Linked DNA regions of Mus musculus: region 2 is linked to region 1. A link is a contact called in public ChIA-PET data. All regions are on one chromosome and are shown on one strand. The core of a region is the stretch at or near the end of the contact, and the rest is flanking DNA. Distances in the headings are between cores, read along the strand shown. Region 1 has its middle 56 kb from the start of Mturn. Region 2 has its middle 14 kb from the start of Gm38539.

Region 1 (4,098 bases), core at 886-3,385:
AGAGCCATTGTTAGTTATAGCAACCAAGAGCTAATTGGATCAGATCCAGCTGCACAGGTAAATGCAGTTCTATTGCACCACAGAGCATGCACTGACTGACTTGGGAAGTGCCTTTGGTTGCTGCACTACAGCAGAGTTGAGCAATTGCAATGGAGACCATGTCATGTGCAAAACCAAATATCGGCACTATCTGCCACTTACAGAATATGTTAAAGAACACGGTCCTTCCATTTCTCAGGATCTGGCCCAAGATACTAGGCAGCTACTATTGTGACCAGCACCCCTTATGTCTTTGAGCTCTAGATTTCTATATATGGACATGCTGTATGTCCTAATGTGATAGAACTCTGTCTCCTGGACTGGCATGGCCATTGCTGTCATGCACATGAAACCCTTATAAGATTGGTTCCATAACATCCCCTCCGAGAAGGGGGCATCATCAGACCCTCACTGAGATTTTAGCCATTCTTGCTTTCCAGCCTCCAGCTGCACATGATCCTGCTCCAGCTGCTAAGGACCTTGTTGGGTGGGCTGTTAAATTATGTAGGAGATAGAAGGTTAACTGAGATGAGACTCCCATAATGTAGCTCTATTGAACTGGCTCCCATGCTTAGGGAGGGTTTTTGGTCCAGCTGCTTAGCTCTCCATGTCCCTGTAGGTTACCTCAGTAAACTCACTGATTCATCTAGCTGGCCCTGGATAGAATTGTTTGTTTGCTTCGTTGGTGCTGTATCTGCAGAAAAGAGATTTTTGCACATCTCCCCAGGGAAAGTCCTGTAATACCTAGAGACAAAAGGGATGGCCTGGAGACACCAGGGGGGCTTGGGACTTCAGCCACTGCTCACTTAGGCAGGCACGGTTCTCGGGGTGGAAGGAAGATCTGAACAGCAAAAGAACTCAGAAAACAGGAAGTGACAAGCTTTGTCATATCTTTCTTAAGTAGCAGAGATGCAGATCCTCAAACAACAGTGTCGGTCCCGTGGAGGAGGAGGAGGAGGCTTCACTTCTCCTTCGCGTTTCAGTTCCTGGTGTTGGGTCTGGGGTGGTCACAGATTGACACGGAATTTACATAGATGCAAGTGACAACTGGGAAACTTCTGCAATGCTAACTCAAAACATTTTCCTGCAACTCTTAACATAACGATGCCACGTTTCTTGACTTAGCAATTAGATGGACATGAAATGCTAGAGTTTTTTTTTTTCTAAAATAATTTCATTTGTATAATTTTCACTCGAACATTCCACAAACATGGATTATAGCATATATTGACCTTTAAAGGTAAGTTTTGAATTCTTAGAAGAAAAATATACATGTGAAAATGTGAAAGATTATAATTTGGGGATTTTTGAACATTTATTTTCATTTCTATAAATGGATGAAAATATATTCAAAATGTATATATATTAGATAGAACTATATCAAGATTGTAAGTATTTGAGCATTACTGTCAATAAAACAAATCCTGTTTGCTCACTTGTGAGGGTAAGGATGTGTGTGTGTGTGTGTGTGTGTGTATGTATGTGTGTGTGTGTATCCTTTAATAATAACAGAAATATCTTTTTTGAATGTAGGCAACAGATGGGAAAGAGGCAGAATAGACTCATTAATAGAATCATTAGTATGGCCACAGTCTATCTCCTACCATTCCCTAACTACTGAACTACTGATAAGGACTCATTAATGGGAATTATATTATTCCACTCTTAGGAACCAGTTTCTTAGAAGAAGATGAAAGAAGCAGGGAGCAGGATGGGGGTGGGGTGGGTCTTCCTCCTATTAAGGGCTGCCCAACCCGATTAGTGCTGCCTTCCAGGTGGCCCTCAGGTTGCCAGTGCAGTTCCTAGAAACCTGTCTATGGCTCTTTTCCCAGTAGGAGAAAGAAGAGCTGCTAGGCTGGCCTGGGAATAAGGCAGCCTTTGTCACCTTTGTCCCCTGGACTACTGCTTCTCCTGGGTTCCATTAACAAACCATCATGGGCACTAAAGACATTCATAAACCCACCCGAGAAACTGATGGGGGCTGGCACAAAGCCTTTGCAGTTACCCACACAGAGGGCTTAGCCTGGGCTATGGCACACCCACATGAACACTTCCTGGGCTTGAAGGAAATGATGAATTTGTTAGCTCATTCATGCATGTGGCAAAACATATACTGCATGCCTATTGTGTGCCAAGCATTGTAGTAGGTACAGGGAAACAGCTGTTACAGTGACCAGTGTGTCCCGTTTGTTCTGAGCTCCTCATGACTTCCTTAGGATTTTATGATAGCTATGTTCATTATTCATAATGCATTCCTTTGCATCTCGATCATGTTTATACTAATGAGGTGACTTGGGGTGAGATCCCTAGATAGACTTAAGATTCGGTCTAGTGACTAAAGAGACCTTGGAAGTTTCAGTGCCACCCACCAAAGCTTCCATCAGCATAGAGAAGGTCAGAGCTGAAGACTGAGAGCTATAGAGATCTCAACAAGGAAGTGACTGGCAAATGCACCCTAACCACACGGGCAAAGCTTTCATACCTGATGAGACCTTGTAGAATTGTGCTTGTGTGACTCATCCACTCCTTGTGTCACTCCTTAGTGTCTTCTATGCTAACCACACAACGGAAGTTAAGTTTCTCTAAGCCCTGTGAGGTGTTCTAGGAGAAGTGGCTGATGGGAACCTCTGATTTTATACCCTGTCAGTGAGACTATGGATGCCCTGGCTTGTGATTGTCAGTTCAAGAGGGGGTACTTGTGGAATTTCAACTCAGCAGAGCTACACACTCTCTCACTTTCTGGCTAGTATTAGAATCAAAGTGAATTGCATGATAGTTTGGATGTTGGAGAACTGGGTGGTGTCACAAAACAGGACTTTCTCCATTCTCACTTCAATAATGGTACAGCAGGAGAGAAGATGGATCATGAGACATAATCACATTAGGGTGATGTGTTCAACGAGGGGAAGGATGGAGCTCCCTGGAAGCCTGTAGCAGGAAGAATTTATCCTAACTTTTGAGGAAGAAAAAGTGACCCTAAGGAAGGTTACATGGGAGTTATCTGAGAGAGAGAGAGAGAGAGAGAGAGAGAGAGAGAGAGAGAGAGAGAGAGAGAGTTAGAGTTCCAGGGAAAAAAATAAGCAGGACCTGGAGGGAGGGTCGGCAGGAGCCAAAGCAGGCATGAATGTGAAGGCTACTCGTGTTCGGTGAGGGGGAAAAGCAAGAACCCTCACTTCAGAAAGCCTTGAGCTGCCTTGTGGAGTTTCCTCTTCAGACACCACTGAGCATCAGTAACCTACTCAGCCTCATGAAGCAGCTTCTAGACACTCCAAAGGAGCTGTGATGTCAGACATAAGTCCTGAAGGAGAGTGCCATTGGCCCATGAGGAGAAACACAGTGGAGGCATGCTTCCTGCTCTTTGTCAGCTCTTTATGAGGACAGCCTTATAACAGTTGATTTCATCTACTGATGGCATCCTGGCTCTAAGGATGGGCATGTGAGCTGACACAGACGTGGTGATTGATTCAGAAATGGACATAGGACTTGAGCTGAGCCATTAAAATCTTCCCTTGGGGCTTCTGGCGGAACTAAAGAGGAAGGCAAACTACTGAGAAAGTAAGTAAAGAAGATGGTAAGACTAGACTGAGTACCAACCTCCAAGAAGGAAGCTGCCCTCAGAGTGCCACCACCCCCACCCCCACCCACTACCCTCCATCTCTACCCCTGCTCCCTCAGTCCTTCGTGGAGCAAACTTGAGGTTCGTTTTCCTCGGTGTTTCAGAAGGTCCCTGGTTGCCCCGCTGGCCACAAATCAGTGATTCTCATCCTTGCAAGCCCTTATTCCCTGACTCCTCACCTGGGTCCCTAGGACACTACCCAAGCCAAATCCTTACCTCAAGGTCTCCTTGTATAGAAATCAAACTTACAAGGGGCTCTGTAGTCACTTTTTTTTTCTTGCTGATTATGCATTTAAGGCCTCAGAGATGGAGGTAGAGTTATCCTTTCCCAAGGTTCAACACTTGGAATTTGTCCTCACTCCAAGAAAAAGCTATTTCCCCTCTGTTTGTCCCTGAGACTGTGACTGTAAGACAAGATTTTTCTAGACCTTGGTCCAAAATGA
Region 2 (4,098 bases), core at 656-3,155, 280 kb after region 1:
TTCTTAATTATTGATGAGGGACAGCCTAGCCCATTATGGGTGGTGCCATTCCTGGGCTGTGGACCTGGGTCCTAGAAGAAAGCAGACTGAGAAAATCATGGGGAGCAATCCAGTAAACAGCACCCCTCCATGACCTCTGCATCAGCTCCTGTTTTCAGGTTCCTGTCCTGTTTAGTTCCCATTCTGCCTTCCTTCAGTGACTAAACTGACACATGGAAGTGTACAGCGAGTAAGCCCTTTCCTCCCCAACTTGCTTTTGTTCCTGGTGTTTCATCACAGGCATCTTAACCTTGACTAAGACCACCCCCATGGAAGGTTCTAGCAACTCTGCTTAGTCCTCTCTCTTCCTCCTCCTTCCCAGCTACCCTGAGAAGGCAGTATGGACAACATTGTGATGACTCAGCATTTTATCTTGTGTGCCCCTGGGTGACACACCTTCCACAGTCTTCCTTTCTGCCTTTCTCTTTCCTCTTCACCACATCTCTCCTGTGTATCCTATAGGTGCCACAATTCTGTACGGTCTACACCTTAACCCCCTTCTCAATTAGACTCCCCCATCTTTCATGTTGCCATTAACGTACAAAGAATGTTTCAGAGAGTTTAGTTTAAAGCACCATGGGCACTCACGTGTGAAGGACATCCATCATATACAGATGCCACTGTCTTGGTTACTGTTTAAGAGATACCATGACCAAAGCAACTCATACAAGGAAGCATTTAAATAGGGGATTGCTTACAGTTTCAGAGGGTGAGTCTGTGGTCATCATGGCAGGGCACATGGCAGCAGGTGGGCAGGCATGGCGCTGAAGCAGTAGCTGAGAGCTTATATCTTATTGGCAATTTGGATGCGGAGAGACAGCAAGACTGGGCCTGGTATGGGCTTTTGAAACCCCAAAGCTCATCACCTGCCCCATCGACAAACCTTCTCCGACAAGGCCACACCTCCCAGTAATTCCTAAAACAGTTTCATCAACTGAAGGCCAAGTGTTCTAAGGTAAGAACCTGTAGGAGCCATTCTCATTCAAACCACCAGAGAAGTCACCAGAGAAGCAAAGCAGTTGCGAAAGTAGTGAGTTATCCAGTAGTGAGGTGGGGCCTGGGAGGTGGCTCAGCTGGTGAAGTGTTTACCACACAAACGGAAGGACCTGCTCAGGTCCCCTTGTTCTGAGGATGGCTCAGATTCAGGCATGAACCACATTCCTGGCTTGGTGTTTTTGATGCAGTTATCATCCACTGGATACTGGCTTGAGATAAAGCACTTAGCATCGTTTAAGCAGCAGGACATCAGACCACTGAGGAGTTCTCACACTGGGCTGCATCATAAACACAATTTTTAAAAGCCATTTGGACCCATTTTGCATTCAGCATCCTAATTAGCCTGTACCTAGCTGGAGGACAAGTCTAGTGTCTCTTTTGTTCCCCTCTGGCATTCCCATAATTCTTTTGAGGCTCCTGTAACTTTCAGGGCTAGCATGGTTGCAGGCTATAGTTTAGTTAAGAGAAACAAACATGACCAACTGTGGTTTCAAATGCCTTTAATAGCAGCACTCTGGAACTGGTCAGCTCCAGAATTCTAATGTCTTCTAAGCAAAAATATTTGCAAATCCCTCGCAACATCAATTCTATTACTTTGACTTTCCTCTATATTCAGCTGTCCCCTCATCTGAAGCCACAGATGCTAGGAGGCAGCAGACCATGCATCTGGGTGTTAGAACCTTCCTTAGCTCTCAGTTGCCTGCATTCTACTTTCCGCTTCTATGAACTTGACCACTTTAAATACCTCATATGCTTGAGTTGGGGTTTCTATTGCTTTGATGAATCACCAGGACCAAAAGCAACTTGGGGAGAAAAGGGTTTATTTTGCTCACACTACCAGGTCACACCCCATCACAGAGGGAAGCCAAGACAGGAAACTCAGGCTGGGCAGAAACCTGGGGGGGCAGGAGCTGATGCACAGGCCTTGGAGGAGTCCTGCTTACAGGCTTGCCCCTCATGTTTTGTTCAACCTGCTTTCTTATTGAACCCAAGACCATCAGCTCAGGGGTAGTGCCACCCACAGGGAGCTGGCCCTCTCACCTCAATCACTAAGAAACTGCCCCACAGGCTTGCCTGCAGCCTGATTTTACAGAGGCATTTTCTCAATCAAGTCTCCCTCCTCTCAGATGACTCTAGCTGTCAAATTGACCTTAAACTAGCCAGCATACCATGTAAATGAAATTATGTGATGATTGTCTTTTTGTATGTGATTTATGTCACTTGGCATATGTCCTCAAGGCTCCTTCTGTGTATTTGTGTAACAACATTCACTTCCTCTTTGTGTCTGAATAATAATCCACTTAGCGCATGCATATTCCCTGTTCTTCAGCAAGAAGGCGCACTTGGAGGCTGCCACCTGCTGGCTCTCGTGACTAGAGCTTCCATAAAGTAGGGAGCTGTGTTAGGCACAACCTCAGATTAAGGTGGGCCGGCTACATTGCACAAGATCAAAGCAAGCTGTGTAGACTGCAAGCCACTCCCACCCATGCTCCTCCCCTGGCGTTCTCAGGATGGAGGGAGGGAATTTACCAGAGCTCCTACTTAGTTGCTTTTTTTCACCTTGATCCCAAATCAGCAGCCTGCATTTCAGCAAAGGGCATGGGGCCAGCCCCATCTCAGGTCCCAGCAGGCGTGGGATGTCAAACAACACCCCTCTCCACTCTCAAGAGCCCTGTGATGCTGTCCTTTAAGTCCTGCAGACAGCTAGATGAAGTTTAGTCATCATCTGAAGCACTGTAGGATGGGAAGTCAGGGGTAAGCTCATTGTAACAAAGGAAATATGCATACAAGGAAACATGCCAAAAGACCTTGAGAAGATTTGGGTTAGGTGAAGCGGGGGAGGTGGGGGGATTCAGAGCTCCAGGCCAGCCTGAGCTACATAGATAGCAAGACCCTGTATCAAAAACCAAACAACGGTGGCAGCAACAAAGGGGGAGAATATGCGACACATGGAGTGTGGTAGAGTGCGTTCCTGGCATGCCAGGGCCCCTAGATTCAATTCCTAGTGCTGCCCAAATGAATACCGGGAAATACACACCATGTAAGCCTTTCCACTTTCTTTTCCTTTCATTTCTTCCCTCGCCTAGGAGTATCCCTGGCAGCCAGTCATGCTGAACCATGTTAGACAACATTATTTCCACTAGGGGGCAGCGCTACACTGGCAAGCACAGGCATTCTCTCCTGCCACAGCTTTCCCTTCTCGCTTTACATCTCTGTTAGAGAATTGGCAGAGACCAGGTTCGCTCGGGTTGTTGTTGCTTGCTTGGTTTAGTTTGTTTTGTTTTTGAGGATACAGCTCTTTCAGCCCTTATCGGTCCATAGTATCCCACCATCTCCTGAAGATGAAGTCTGAGCTCTGGGACCATGTGATCACGGATCTGTCTTTCTAGAAAGTAACAGAGCTTCTGTCCCTTCTCAACTGTGGGCTGCCTCAGACTTTGAGAATAAGAGATTTGGGGTGATTCTGATCGATGCCACTTGTTGACTCAATACATCTCTCACCTGCAAAGCCAGGGCTGTGGTGGCCCCACGGCGTGGGGTGTGGATGGAATGAGTCCACCACAGGCCTTACCACACAGATATGCAAAGCCAAAGTCAGTTCTTAGAGATCAGCTGACTAATAAATAGTCTCTGCTGGTCTCCAGGCTTCTCCAGTTCTCTGGCCAAGAATAAACGTTACATTTTTAGTGCTCATCTCATAACCGTATTATAGCCATAGGCAGAGAGGTGGTTATTTCTCGTGACAGAAGGGGAAGCTGTTTTAAATTTCCTAAACTTCCCGATTCTCCCCAGCATGCAGGTTTTGTTTTGTAGTGCTGGGGATCAAGCTTCCTGCTCTAGCACTGAGCCGCGCAGATCTAAGCACTGGGGATCGCAACTCTTGACAATTTCCCTAAACATCCAAATGCTTTCACCCTTGTTCAGCGAGGTGCCAAAGCTGAGTGGTAGCCTAGCTATTTTAGGATCTTTAAACATGAAACATGTCCCTTGATACAGAGTAGGTAGTCAGTATTCATTTCCTAAAGAGACTTACAAATTTAGCTGCTTCGGCTTCGGATCTCA

Evidence for each region. ChIA-PET counts read pairs in DNA pulled down with a chosen protein or histone mark.
Region 2: an RNA polymerase II ChIA-PET map of effector CD8 T cells shows a contact between it and region 1, with 38 read pairs. The contact joins two enhancer-like sites. A contact is called at or near these places in 1 of 484 Hi-C or Micro-C datasets (the HPC-7 cell line) and 4 of 115 datasets of contacts at active chromatin or transcription factors (astrocytes, effector CD8 T cells, embryonic hindbrain and 1 more).

What each region holds. Positions count from the first base shown.
Region 1 is chr6:54,735,341-54,739,438 of GRCm38.p6, forward strand. No RefSeq gene overlaps it. Among named protein-coding and RNA genes, the nearest start is that of Mturn, 56 kb to the left of the region's middle. Within about 2 kb of position 2,136, at least 94 of the 459 cell types and tissues checked have an H3K27ac peak or open chromatin away from gene starts, as enhancers often do. A contact at or near this core is called in effector CD8 T cells, where this site is marked.
Region 2 is chr6:55,014,001-55,018,098 of GRCm38.p6, forward strand. No RefSeq gene overlaps it. Among named protein-coding and RNA genes, the nearest start is that of Gm38539, 14 kb to the left of the region's middle. Within about 2 kb of position 1,906, at least 80 of the 459 cell types and tissues checked have an H3K27ac peak or open chromatin away from gene starts, as enhancers often do. A contact at or near this core is called in effector CD8 T cells, where this site is marked.